2 separate regions of the Arachis hypogaea genome follow, and region 2 is linked to region 1. Evidence: chromatin contacts called from public Hi-C data. All regions are on one chromosome and are shown on one strand. Each heading gives the region's core, a stretch centred on a gene start, on an enhancer-like site or on the middle of the called end of the contact. The rest is flanking DNA. Distances are from core to core; before and after follow the strand shown. Region 1 holds the start of LOC112765051. Region 2 holds the start of LOC112764996 (DUF21 domain-containing protein At1g47330).

Region 1 (7,100 bases), core at 3,083-5,582:
GAATCAAGATTTTCTATCTTTGTCATTAATCATAACATAACAATTATCAAGAGTAACCTTATTTCGTTATCTCCTACATCGGGAGAAGGTCAAATAGGCATAGTTAACCCTAATCTATAAGTCCTAATCAATTTACTAATTGAATTAGGAAACAGTTAGAGTCAATGGAGACAAGATTAACTAACAACTCTAGATTACCAATTTAAATTAGACATTAATGACTCAAGATCACCTAATTTTTCATTTTCAAGTCAAGAATACAAAAATCTACTCTAAAGCTAAACCAAACATTTTATCAAACACTTAGAAGGGATAAAAAAAGCATATTAAATTGCAATAATAAAAAAATCTAACGCTACCAAATGTAAGAAATTAATAACAATAACTCAAACAAGCATCAAGAAAACATAAAATAACAAATTGCATTAAAGAAAATTGACAATTGTTCATAAAATAAAAAGTAGCAAAGTAGAGAAATTAACAAGAGAAACTAGGAAAATTAAGATACTAGAACAAGAAACTATAAAGAGAATTAAATTGAAACAAGAATTAAAACCTAAATCTAAGGAGAAATTAACCTGAGAACCCTAAATTCTAGAGAGAAAAGGGAGCTTCTCTCTCTAGAATTCTAACCTAAACCATGATTTAAACTATACTAATGGCTCCCCCTTGATCCATCTTGAGACTAGCTTCAAATGTTTCAAAATGAGTTGGATTAGGCCTAAGAAAGCCCTAAAATCACGATCCACGTGCCATTTTAAGTAAATCACGTGCTGACAGTCATGCGTACACATCTGTCATGCATACGCGCGACTTGAGATTCATGCGTACACGCAACTTGGGATTCATGCGTACGCATAAGGCATGCGTACGCATGACTATGATAATCTCTAATCTCCATTTCTTCATGAATTCTCCACTTTTGCATGCTTTTTCTTCACTTCTTCAAGCCATCCTTGCCTTCTAAGTCTGAAATCACTCAACAAATAAATCAAGGCATCGAATGAAATTAAAGTGAATTAAATTTAGCAATTTAAGAGCCTAAAAGCATGTTTTAAATCATTAAGCACAATTAGGAGAAATTCACAAAACTATGTTATTTTAATGAATAAACGTGAGAAATGTCGATGAATTTCACTCATTTAAAGCAGATAAATACTATAAAATGTGGATTTATGAAGATTCAAGTGGAGTTTTGTGGATATTGTCCTTCAGAAGATGGGTTTTGGTAATAGATGGTGAAGGTGGGTCAAGGAGTGTGTTTGCTCGGCGTCTATGTCGATTTTGATAAATGGTTCACCATCTAAATCCTTCAAGATGGAACAAGGCTTGAGGCAAGGCGATCCTCTTTCCCTTTTTATCTTTGTTCTTGTTGTTAATGTGCTCCATACGATGGTAGGTAAGGCTGTGAGGAATAGCAGGATTTCTCCATTATTGATTGGAAGGGACAATATTAAATTGTCTTACTTACAGTTTGTAAATAACACCATCATGTTCTGTCCACAAGATGAGGACACAATAAAAAATTACACGATACTTTTATGGTGTTCTAAGGTGATGTCTAGGCTGAGTATTAATTTTGATAAATCAAGCTTGATTCTAGTTAATTGTGAGTGTGAGTAGACACGGATAATGTGCAGATTGTTGGGGTGTAAAAAAGCATCCTTGCTAGTTAAATATTTTGGTGTTCCACTGGGAGCGAATCTGAGACTTGTCAAGACATGAAAATTGATTATAGACAAGATGAAAGAGAAATTCAATTTGTGGAAAGTAAAAATTTTAAATAAAGTTGGTAAGCTGGTTCTTATTAAATCAGAGTTTAATAGTCTGCCAGTGTATTATCTCATCTTATACAAAATGCCAAAAACAGTAGCAGAGAAGTTAATTTCATTGCAAAGGAGATTTCTCTGGAGTAACAAAAATAGCAAACATGGGATACCCTTAGTGAATGAGAAATAGTACAAGCTCCAAAAAAAGAGTAGGAAGTTTAGAAGTTGGAGATGCAGTAATTCAGAATATCGCTCTTTTATTCAAATGGTGGTAGCGGTTCTCTAAGGATGATTGTCCATTATGAAAAAAAGATTGTGTGTTCTTGTAATAATTTAAATCCTAATGTATTGTTTTTCATCAGTCTGTACCTACAAGAGGAGGTCCATGGAAGAATAAATGTCAGTTGCAGATAAAGGAGCAGGAGGTGAGAGATAAGATGATCCAGGGTTTATCTCTAGAGGTAAGAAAAGGTAGAAGAGTCCAATGAAGAAGATGCCATTCGTTTGATGAGAAATAAAAAAGGAATATCGAAAATTCGAGTGGCTGAAGCTGAAGCAGCTACTTTCGGAGTAACAGAAAGAAAAGCAACGACTAGAGTGGGTATTTTATACTCCTCAATATACTCTTTTCTACTCATTCTATTAACTGAATATGGGAGGACAATTGGTTTTCAGGTAGTGTGTTGAAGGACATTTTCCAAGGTTTTTCTCAGTTTCAAATCAGAACAGTTCTGTTATAGGAGATTATATGTTTTGGGATAGGTTTGAGTGGATATAGAACTTTCAGTAGAGAAGGAAACTATTCCAATGGGAGTTGGAACTAGTTAACCAACTTCATGGAGTTCTACGGTCAGTCAACTTAACAACTGAAAGAGAGGATCGACTAGTGTGGAAATTTGATAAACAGGCGTTTAGTTTACTAATTCCTTTGTGCAAGTTTTGCAGGCGAAAATACTTCTAGAGGATATTACAAGCTATAGTTTCACTAGTTCTATTTGGAGAGGTTTAGTACCTCCATGAATTGAGTTATTCATCTGATTTGTGTTAGTTGGTAGAGTCAATACTAAGGAGAGATTATGTAGGTTAGGCGTTATTGATCAACGTGTGTGTGTGTGTAGGATTTTCATCACTTATTTTTTGGTTGTGAATTTACTTGGCAGGTGTGGTGTACGTGGTTGTTTGACTATGGTAGATTGTAGGTTATTCCAAAGACAATTAAGCAACATTTTGAGAGCTGGACAGGAGTGCTTGTAAGAAAGAAGGAGTGTAAAAGGTGGTTAATTGATTTTTTTGCTATCATTTGACATATATGAATAGAAAGGAATAAAAAAAATTTCAGGAGTCAAAAAGCAGGAGTAGCAAAAGTTATCAATAGGTCGCTTATGAGCTACGAAGAGTTGAATAGAGTTGATCCTAATGGTTGTTGATGGTAATGTCAGAGATGACTATAGATTGAACTTTTGTACTTGCTGTTTAGTTTTCTTTTTGTTCTGTTGTTGCTCTACCTTATTATATTGAGCTCTTTTACTTCAAAAAAAATAATCAATAAAATATCTCTAATACTTACCACTAATTTCTAAATAATTATCTAAATAATTATATCTATATTTCTAAGTAAATAACTCAAAATAATTATCTCTATATTTCTAAATCATTAAGCCAAAATAATTATAACAAAATTTTTAAATAATTAAGGATAAATAGTTATTGTTATATTTTTTTAAATTATTAACTCAAAATAATTAACTCTATATTTCTAAATAATTATCTCTAAATAATTATACTTAACAATAATTTTAAAAATATTTATTTTAAATTTAAAAATAACATTAAATAAATTATATAATAAAAAAATAATTTAAAAAAGTTACTTGAAAATTGACATGAGATGAAAGGAGAGAAGAAGTAAAATATAAGAAGAAAAAGTGACGAGAAGAAGAGGTTTTTCTTCATTGGAGTGAGAAATGAGAGAGGCGGGACCATGCGGTTTATCTAAGTTACACAAAATTCGCTGCACTAAAGGCGAACTTTTTACTTTTCATAAAATTCACTGCTCATTTCTGTAAGTTCGTTGATGTATTAGGTGAAGGTATTGCTGCGTCCAAAAAACTGAATCTCAAAAAATAAAGATGGAAAATTTGTTATGAGAAATAATGATTTTTTTTTTTTTCAGAAGAAATCCTCTTTATTGCTCGTACAAGAAGCCTATATTGCTGGTTAAGACAATCTATACGTGCTACAGTACTACCAGTCATGATCAATTATGCTCTATGAGAGAAGAACGCAACGTTGATACAGTTTCAAATTGTGATTAATTATTGTACATTAAACCATTTTCAGGCACGGAGACCGGACCACGTAACATCACTCTAATCAATATTTCCAATATTAACAGTGATAGATTGCCTCGTTTATTACCAAGAAAAAAAATAAGAAAAAGGAAAAACAATAATAGATCAGTCCATATCATGATGTAGATGTATTGTTATCACATCACATGCGCAAAACTTGTGTTGCTCGTGGCACAAGCGATTAAATAAAGATGGAAAATAAAAAGGCATTGGTATCGTATGATTCCGATTTTGATTTGAGTAGTTTTTTAATTTTAGTCACTTTATTTTTATTATTAGTTTCCCAAAAATTGTGGCCGGGATTTACTTATCCACGGCAGAACCAGAAAAATTGAGTAGAAAAATGCAAAAAAGCTCTTACCAGCACGGCTCCCTCGTGGTCCTCCACGTGGCATCATCATCATCATCTCAAATCCCAAGTCTCAACTCACGAAACGGAACCACCCTCTTCTCTCTTCTCTACCCTTCTTTATTTCTCCACCAACGTCGCACATTTTCCCCAACCCACCAAAGCACTGATATTGTCTAAGGAAGATGAATCATCATAGTAGACAAATACAATGCTAGAAGTAATAAATAGCCACTAAGGAAAGGGGGAATTAATTCCTTCCTGAAAATGAATTAATTTAGTACAATAGTGACTAGTGAGTGATTATTATTCATTTATAACCAATTCTAGGGGAGGAATAATCCTTTCCTGATGCGGTGCCATGTGTGATATACCTTCCAAAAATCGAAATCCAATTTTCCAACTAAGCTTGAATATTAAGTGGTAAGGTAAATGCTGGTGCAGCTGCATTTCCTAGCTGTAATTGCATTTGCACCTGAAACGCTCGTTTTGCAGAATCTGATTCCCTCGCAATCGCGGTTTCCACCTCCACGACCACCATCATCATCACCATGCCTATGCCTATTTAACAATCACTTCGCCATGCGAATACCGAAGAAGCCTTTATCGCTCTTTTCTCTCTCAACCTTCTCTTCCTATCAGCTCGCGCCTCTTTTCTCTTCCCGCCTTCGATTCTCTTCTGGAATCTCCGCAAAACCGCCTCGCTCTCTCGCCAACGCCACCTCACGAGGTTCGGTTTTTTCGTTTTCGTTTTTCCCTCTCGTTTGCCTCGATTTCCGAGTTTCCGTTTTCTTGCGCTCTAAGATTTTTTGGTGTCGCCTTGCGTTGTTTGTTTTAAGCAAGTCACTAGTTCGGTCAAGTCTTCATTATGGATTGGTGGTGGGAAATATTAGATTATAGTAGGAAGTAGGAGAACTTAGAGAATTGCTTTTGTTAATTTCAGAAGTTGAATTTCTAGGTGTTTCTTGGAGCCTAGCTTGGGGAATTCCTAGAGTTGGAACATAGCCTAGTGCATTGTGCGCTTTTAATTCTTTCGAAACTAAAAGGTAAGATGTCCAAATTTCTTTCTATTAATGCTATTTTTGTGAGGTCTCGCCATCTTGTTCTTTTGCAGTTTAACTTGTGAGAGTAATTAAAGTTTCAGGGTTTGTTGCTGCATAATTTTGTGCTGAATCATCTAATGTATATATGTACTTCTTTGTTCTAAGAGACTAATTAATCTCTGTTATCCTGAATAAATATATGTCTATCTGATTAACATGTAGCAGTTTTTATTTCAATGAAACCCCTAATTGTTGTCTTTTTGGTATGAAGATGTCTGGTTTGAAGACCAAGAGTGTGGAAAGTTCTTTAGGTTCATTTTAACACCCTGTGGTTGTTATCTATACCAAAGTGATTCAAATGTAATGCCTGAGTATAATTCTTTGTAATGGCTTAAATCTATCAGGAGCTAATCACTTGCATGCTAGACATCCAATGGATGGGAACAATGGTATTGGTGTACATGACCAAACTTTAGTGGATTTGCCTGCTGCTGGTAATGGAGCAAAGCCACATGTATGGTCATCATATCCTGAGCATGGATGTAAAACTGATATACGCAAGCAGATCTTTTGTAACCGGTCACTGAACATGAAGAACATCGTTGCTGTGGGATTTGACATGGATTATACTCTGGCTCAATACAAGCCTGAAACGTTTGAATCTCTTGCTTATCAAGGCACTATTAAAAAGTTGGTTTATGATTTGGGATATCCTCGTGAGGTTTGTCCAATTAATTTATGTAGCACTTCTTTCCATGTTTGATCATTTTTCTTCCTGTAGCAACTATGATGAAAATGCTGTTGGGGTTCACTTTGGTAAAGGATTTTGTTTATTCTACTGTTCTCCATGGGTATAATCAAATTATATTATGACGTTCTTGTTGTTGTTGCTGCTGCTGCTGCTGCCTGGTTATTTAGGGCTAAAAGCTTTACCTCTGCTGCAGTTGCTAAATTGGTGCTTTGACTGGAAATACATGGTCCGGGGCTTGGTTCTTGACAAAAAAAGAGGCAATATCTTGAAGGTTACACTGAACACATTTTCTTTTTCAATGATGAAATATACTGGCTAACTATGATGATAACTAACTTTTAGCTCCTGTTTGGTTGTTGAACTATTGGCTGTATGTATTTAGATGGATCGTCATAAGTATGTCAAAGTTGCCTACCATGGATTTAAAGAGTTGTCAAAAGAAGATAAAGTGGGGACCTATGGAAATACATTAGTTCGTGATTCTTTTGATGAGCCTGACTATGCTTTAATTGATACACTTTTTTCACTTGCGGAAGCCTACTTGTTTGCTCAACTGGTTGATTTTAAGGATGAAAATCCTGGAAAGATTCAAGAAAGTGTTGAGTAAGTCTTATTTTTACTTCAGTTCTTTTTTTTTTTCTTTTTTCTTTTTTTTTTTTTTTTTTTGCTGAACTTTTGTATGCTTTTTGTTTCTATTTTCAAGATGAAACCATATTAGGACTGCTGCAATCATAGTTTGTCTTGAAACCCTCCAATCGGCAGTAAATAATTACTAATATGAGTGTTTTTTGCTACATGCATGTATTCTTTTTGAATGTTCCTTCCAGCTATGCTCGC
Region 2 (6,978 bases), core at 1,022-3,521, 170 kb before region 1:
TGAAGTTCTCAACCTACACCGGTCCTTGTAAACTTTTTTTACTAACAGTGGATCAATTCAACTGTTGTATTTCAAAGTTTATCATTAGAAGCAAGAGCAAAATGATGATAAGAGAGGAGGCAAAAGCATGGGTAAACAATCATGTGATAGTTCGACATAGCCAAACACATCAAGGAACAAAAAAGGATAGACGAATTTTGAAAAACTAACAACTATTTTCACAGCAGTATCAACTTTTAAGTCATATCCAATTTGATTGCAGGAATTAACAACATTAGGTATCTGCAATCCCATATATCTACTTACAAAATTACAGAAGGAAGAAAAATTACCAGAACAAGTCCAATAATATTTGTTTTCTCTCCTGAATAAACCGGAACTCTACTATGACCCATGGACATTATCGCATTCAGTGTCTCCCTTCAGTATGGACACAATGAAGATGGTCAGAACAAAATAAGATATAGACAAGTTAGAGAAAATGATAAAGAATTCACAAACCCACAAATTTAGAGTTGCATCCAGATCAAGGGAAAATGCCTTTGATATGGGAGTCATAGCATCTTTTGCAGTCTTTTCAGTCAAGTCAAGTGCACCAGTAATGATGGTTGTCTCATCATGTGTTAAATCTCCTCCTTTACCAGCCTAGACAAAAGCACAAACGAGTAGCCATGGTAATTAGTATTGCACTAAACAGAGAGATATTGAAAAAAATTAGAGCATGAGTAAGTAATAATATAGAGTTATAGAACAACAACACCAAACCATTGAACTCCATCTTAAAACATTCAAACAGAATGCATTACAAATTCAACTTAAACTTCGAACTTTATGTACCTCATTCCCATGAAAATTCACAAAAGTTTTGAGCTCTGCCCTCTTCAAAAGGGCAGCATGTCCTTTACCCAGCATCCAATCAAGAACCTGGACACATTACAATCTAACATTAGATACAGAAGTTTTGCCAGTATCATGTTAATCAAACATATAGTCACACTCTAAGCACACCTTGCTGATTGGATACGAGATTGGGAAGAACACTAGAAGGAGAACACGAACAAGCGGGGCCAATGTTGCACCAACTGTCAATCCATATCGAGTACACACTGCTTGTGGCAATATCTGCAGTGTCACATCCAATTGGTCAAAAAATAGCACTCACGGGTGAAAGAACCACACAAAATACACTACAGCATCAGTTTGAGTTTGTTCCTTATCATATCAATGATCAATCAATATTTCATTTACCTCTCCAAACATAAGGATGAGTGTGACCGAAATCGCGATTGCCGCCCAGGAAGGCACAAGTGCATCAAGAAAAATGGGAAGAGTCTGAAAGGAAAATTGGGAAGGAAGTGAGTGTTGTGAACTTGTGATGATTAAGCAAGGAAAACATGACTGATTCAGGAAACAAAGAACAAAAAAGATATCACAACTAAGTGATAGCACCTCCATAGCTAAAGAGTTCCCAATCAAAAGCGTGCAAAGCAAAAGATGCTGATTCTTAACCACCGGGAAAATTTTAGCTGCCAAACACAACACAACGAGCCAGAACTCAGAAAAACAGAAAGAAAAAAGATCATATAGCATAAATCATTCACTAGTCTCAAGCTAGAGGTACACACAGACATAATCACTGATTATTAAAAAAAGAATAGAAAAAAGGAAATAATTTAGCAAACAAAAGATTCAAAATTTAATTGAGGCCCAGCATCCCAACGTGACAAATCGATCGTAGCAAAACAATATTACTAACTTTCGAAAACCGAATATGAATAGTGAAAGCTATAATTAAATATAAATAGTAACAGAAAAAAAATTGAGAATTGAGGCAGTAATAGAAGTTAGTTACAGGCATGGATGCGGTCCTGAGGGCGACCAGACTTGATGAGAACTTCGAGGTCGACGATTCCCAAAGACATGAGTCCCAAAGTGAGACCCGCCATAAGACCCGCGAAGCAAACCAAACCTATGATTACAAGCACGTAAAGCGAGAACTTTGTTCCACAGCACGCCACCTCCGCCATTTTTTTTTTTCTTTCTTTGTTTCTTTCTCTTTCCCCGACACACACACACTCTTTTCTTTCTCTGTTTCGGGTGGGGAGTGACGGACTGACGGGGCTTTTGGTTTGTTAAATTTCAATGTGTTTGTTAGTTACGGTGTGAAATGGCAACTTGCAATTCAATTGCGAACATTTCTTCCCCCAACTCGGTTTAATTTGCTTCACTATTACTAAACTACACCATTCTGTCATCTTCTTTTCCTAATCGAGATTAACAAATTTTTAAACTCAGTATATATTATAATTATAATTACATCTGATTGTCATCAGATTAAGAAACATGCCCCAGATTAAGGACTTGTTTGGGTGAGCTTTTGAGAAAAGATCTTTTTTTGAGTTATCTTTTTTTAAAAGATCTTATAGAGAAGTAAAAGTAATTTTATGTTTGGATATCTCATGTAAAAAGGTCTTTTTATCTATCAATTATGTTTGGGTATAACAATATAAAAGTACTTTTTTGTTCATTTATTACACGAAAAACATCTTTTTTTTAAGGAAAAAAGATCTTTTAAAAAAAGATGTAAATTACAGCTTCTCAAAAAAGATCTTTTTTTGATTTTACTAGTGCTTTTATTTTTACTACTAGAAATTTGCCAAACACGTTAAAAAATAAAAAAAAGATCTTTTTTCATTGAAAAAAGATCTTTTTTTAACAAAATAATGGCGCCCAAACATGCACTAACTCTTTTATACCGAAAGGTTATTTTATTGTCATCTAGATTTACTATTTGGAGATTGTAGGAATATTCCGGATAATATTATTTAGTACTATGATAGTATGATTTATGAAATGTTAATATTTATTTTTTTTACTATTAAAGCATTTTTAATAACTTATAGCATCACCTAATTTGACATTAGATTGGTATAATTTACACGTTAGATATATGTTGACACCAAAATAAAACAAGTAGAGGAGGTACTTAGTGCCACATATATATTAAGAAAAGTGGAGGAACAAAACTAATTCAGTAATTCTTTCTTTTTTAATCTTTTTTACTTTGAAGATAAATTTAATTCTTACGTGTCGTTAATATAAAATTATTTTATCCAGTCAACTCATTTAAAAATTTAATTAAAAAATAATATAATTCTGTTTTTATAATTTTATTAAATTTATAATTAAATTTTTATATTTTTTTTGGTTGAATTTTTATACTATTTTTAAGAGTAAAATTATTTTTGTGTTAAAAATATCAAAATTAAAGTAAATTTTTTTCATAAAATATGTAGTTAAAGGTTTAATTAAATTTTTAATTATTAGTATTTTTAATTCATTAAAAATATTTTATAATTTTAATATTTTTTATATTAATAAAAATTTAATTATAAAATTAAAAATAATATAAGAACCAAATTAAAAAATATATAAAAATTTAATTATAAATTTAATAAAATTATATAAACTAATAAAATAATTAAATTTATAAACAACAACAATAACAACAATATTGCTGAAGAATAGACAGTTGTAATCATCAGTTATCGGCCTTGATCGGTTACATACAGCTCACGCAGGTAAAGCACGTGCTCATGGACTGATTTGTTTTATTTAATGATTCGAATATTAATAGAATATCAATTATAATAAGGTGAACAAATTTGATCTTACTTAAAATAGTGAGTAATTGTATATTACATTAAAACAAAAAGTTGTGAATTTAAATTCTGAAATTAATTTAATAAAATATTTTTTATAGGTTACATATAATAAGAGATATTTTAAGAAAGAAAATTTTATACTAATTCTATTTTATATTTCCATTATATGTATAGTAAATGATTAAAACTGTAATTAACGATTAAAACTGTAATTAACGAGACAACAAAAGCATAGTTACGGACAAAAATATTATATTCCAATGAATGGGGGAAGCATTTCAGAAGTATAATTAAGAGGATCAAGAGATAATATTCTCTGCAAAATGGACCCGATCTATGCATACATATTTCTTGGCCTTTGCGTTACTTTGCTTTATGCTGCATTTACAACGCAACAAATTTTGGATTTAGATTCATTTGGATGGCGGTTTTCGCGTTGTTTGTTTGTCGATTTGTGTAATCCGCGGTGTTTAAATATTAATATTAGATTAGGTATAGAGATCATGCTAACCCATTTGATTTGTGCGTGACAAAAAATAAATATAAAATATCATTTGGTATATAGTTTTAGGCTGTTTCCCTTTGTTTCTTTTCATTCTTAAAAAAATTACATATTTGGATAGTGGACACTAAAGTCTCTTTTCTAAGTATAACTTGATTCGTATTTTTGTATAACAAAGATTTGCTTAGTCACATAGTGTCAATTTTAGTAGGTTAGCTATTTAAAAAAAGATAAGTGAATAGCTTATATCCGTCAAAAAAAAAAAGATAAGTGAATAGCTTATAGCAATAGATATTTCAAAGTCGAAATTTGGATGAGTGAATAAACACTACAATCGAAGTGACGCGTTTTTTTAAAAAATAAAATAAAAAATTTCATTATTTACGTAAATAAATCCGACTACAAGAATTTATCAATTTACATATTCAATTACATTTTCATAGGCTAAAATTATAAAAACCAAAATTATACCATTTTTGTTGGTATTGATGGTAAAAGAGTGAAAAGATAAGATTTTAAATCTTTATTCATTATAGAATTAAAGAAATAGTAGAAAAGTAGTTAATTTGGTTTTATTTGGTGGTATATTTTGTGAGTGAGTCTTAATATTAGACAGTTATATATATCTTTATCTTGTGTATATATATAAGCTATTGCTGTAATTTTAAATATGTCAATGTATTCGTTCTCTCTCTATTATTTTTTAATTTTAATTTCTGCCTTCTATTTTTCTCTTCTCTGTCTTTTCTTTCTTTTTATGGTGTTTTGCTCTCTCTCATTCAAAATTCATAATTCTAAAATTCTTGTATAGTATCTAGAGTCTAGTTTTTCTTTCTTTTTGAAGATCCATGGCCTCACCTTCCGATAATTTTGCTATCTCTAGCAACAAAGATTCAAATGCCGTCAATATAATTTTTAATCAGATTCCATTTCAAATTTTCAATTAAAGGCTCTTTCATCCGATTCAAGATAAGTTAGGAGAAACTAACCACAAGATATGGGAACAACAAGCCCTAGTAGCTATTAGAGGACTTGCATTGGAAGATCATCTGCATCAAAAAAAGATTTTTACACGTTTTGATAACTCAGAAAATCAACTTGCTGGGATTGAATCTTCTTAATACACACAATGGATCCAAGATAACCAAAACCTAATGTCTTGGTTATTGGCTTCTATAGACTCAATTTTTAAGCCAAAAATGATTGGATGTGTCTATAGCTATCAAATTTGGCACAAGCTTGAGGCTTATTTTGAGGAGTCAACAAAATTTAGGATCAAACAATTGAAGGCACAACTCAAGATTATCAAGAAGTACAATCACACACCATCAGAGTACATTTCCAAAATCAAAACCATTGCAGATTCTCTCGCAGCTTTGGGAATGCCTGTCAAACTAGAAAAACAGGTTAAAGCTATTCTTGAAGGACTTAATGAGGATTATCAAATACTTATGACTATTTTCAATTCAAAACCAAAAATGTTTAGTCTTTGTGAGGTTTAAACTATGCTGCTAACTCATGATGAAATGCTTGATAAGTATCGAAAGCCAGAGAATCTGGTGATGCAAGTGAACCTCACAGAAACCTCCTTTTCATCCATTCCAAATTTCAATCGTGGAGTTGGAGGAAGACGAGGAAGACAAACCACAGGAGGAAGGTCCTTCTATACTTCTCCCAGACCTCAGTGTCACGTATGCGGTCGTGTTGGTCACATTGCTTGGCACTTCTTCCATCAATTTAACCAAGAACTTCCACCCCCCTTCTCAGTATCAATCATTCAGGCCACACACTTATGGTTTTTACTCTACATCTCCCTCTTCATCACAAAGCAATTCCACAGCTTCCACTCCTCCACTACTAACTCCATTTTTCCATAATCCACAAGCATTTCTTACTGCACCATCCACCATATCTAATCCAGCATGGTATCTGTTCTAGCTAAGTTTGGCCGATTAAGCTTAGAAAATAAAATGAGTTATAACTCAGTTAAAAGATAAGTGAATAATGATATGGTGAACCCCCAAGCTTAGTCGGGTTATTATGTCGGCACTTATTCAAAAAATAATTGAGTGATAAGAGTCATTCAATCAAGATAGTTGTGTGGGGGATACTTTTCCGCTTAAGAACAATTTTAGCATTTGATTGTATGTGAACTGAAAAGTTCAGAGATAGATATCCATTGACGGAATCGATTGTATGATCCGAGGATATAATGGTTAATTGTCTTGATAATTTTTCCGACCCACAACAACTTATTGATAAATTTCTCTCTCAAAGCAATTAGTTATTGAATATTTACAATTTATAGTGAAGATCTGATATGAATAAGATAAATTGAGAAAATGAATAGGTATAAAGTCGCAATATATATTGAGTAATATATGTTGTAAAAGTAAAATAGTTCAAAGTAAAAAAAAATATATCTTGAAAGTTGATAATTGTAGAGAAGAAGACGACATATATGAATGTCATATATGTCAAATGTGAATATTTGAATTTGTTTTGTAGGACATGCTTTAATTTGATAATAAAGCAATAAAATAACTAGTCATTTAATGATATAATAAATTTTGTTTAGCTATGTATATTTTTTGTGTAAAAATAATATATTTGTAATTTTTTTTGCTTAACTTTCTGCACTAATCATATAGCTAGTAACATAAAATTTAATAACATAAAGTGAATAGTATGACAGTTATATACAATTGATATACAATTAATTTTGGATGGAATCCAATTTTAAGATTTGAACTCATCATTACTATCATTTAATTGTATAAATGAAATCACTAAGCAATAATAATATAGTAC

The links. A called contact is a pair of places that touch in the nucleus more often than the background predicts.
Region 2: a Hi-C map of an unstated tissue shows a contact between it and region 1, with 3 times the contacts expected there. The contact joins the promoter of LOC112764996 here to the promoter of LOC112765051 in region 1. A contact is called at or near these places in 3 of 8 Hi-C or Micro-C datasets (leaf and an unstated tissue).

What each region holds. Positions count from the first base shown.
Region 1 is chr17:114,074,140-114,081,239 of arahy.Tifrunner.gnm2.J5K5, reverse strand. It overlaps LOC112765051, which reads left to right and starts at 4,332. Exons shown (of 17, transcript XM_025810910.3): 1 at 4,332-5,199; 2 at 5,917-6,233; 3 at 6,457-6,534; 4 at 6,646-6,866; 5 at 7,091-7,100. The coding sequence starts at 4,902.
Region 2 is chr17:114,242,770-114,249,747 of arahy.Tifrunner.gnm2.J5K5, reverse strand. LOC112764996 (DUF21 domain-containing protein At1g47330) reads right to left here and starts at 2,271. Exons shown (of 12, transcript XM_025810850.3): 1 at 1,853-2,271; 2 at 1,450-1,526; 3 at 1,249-1,332; 4 at 1,009-1,122; 5 at 838-924; 6 at 506-645; 7 at 333-420. The coding sequence starts at 2,027.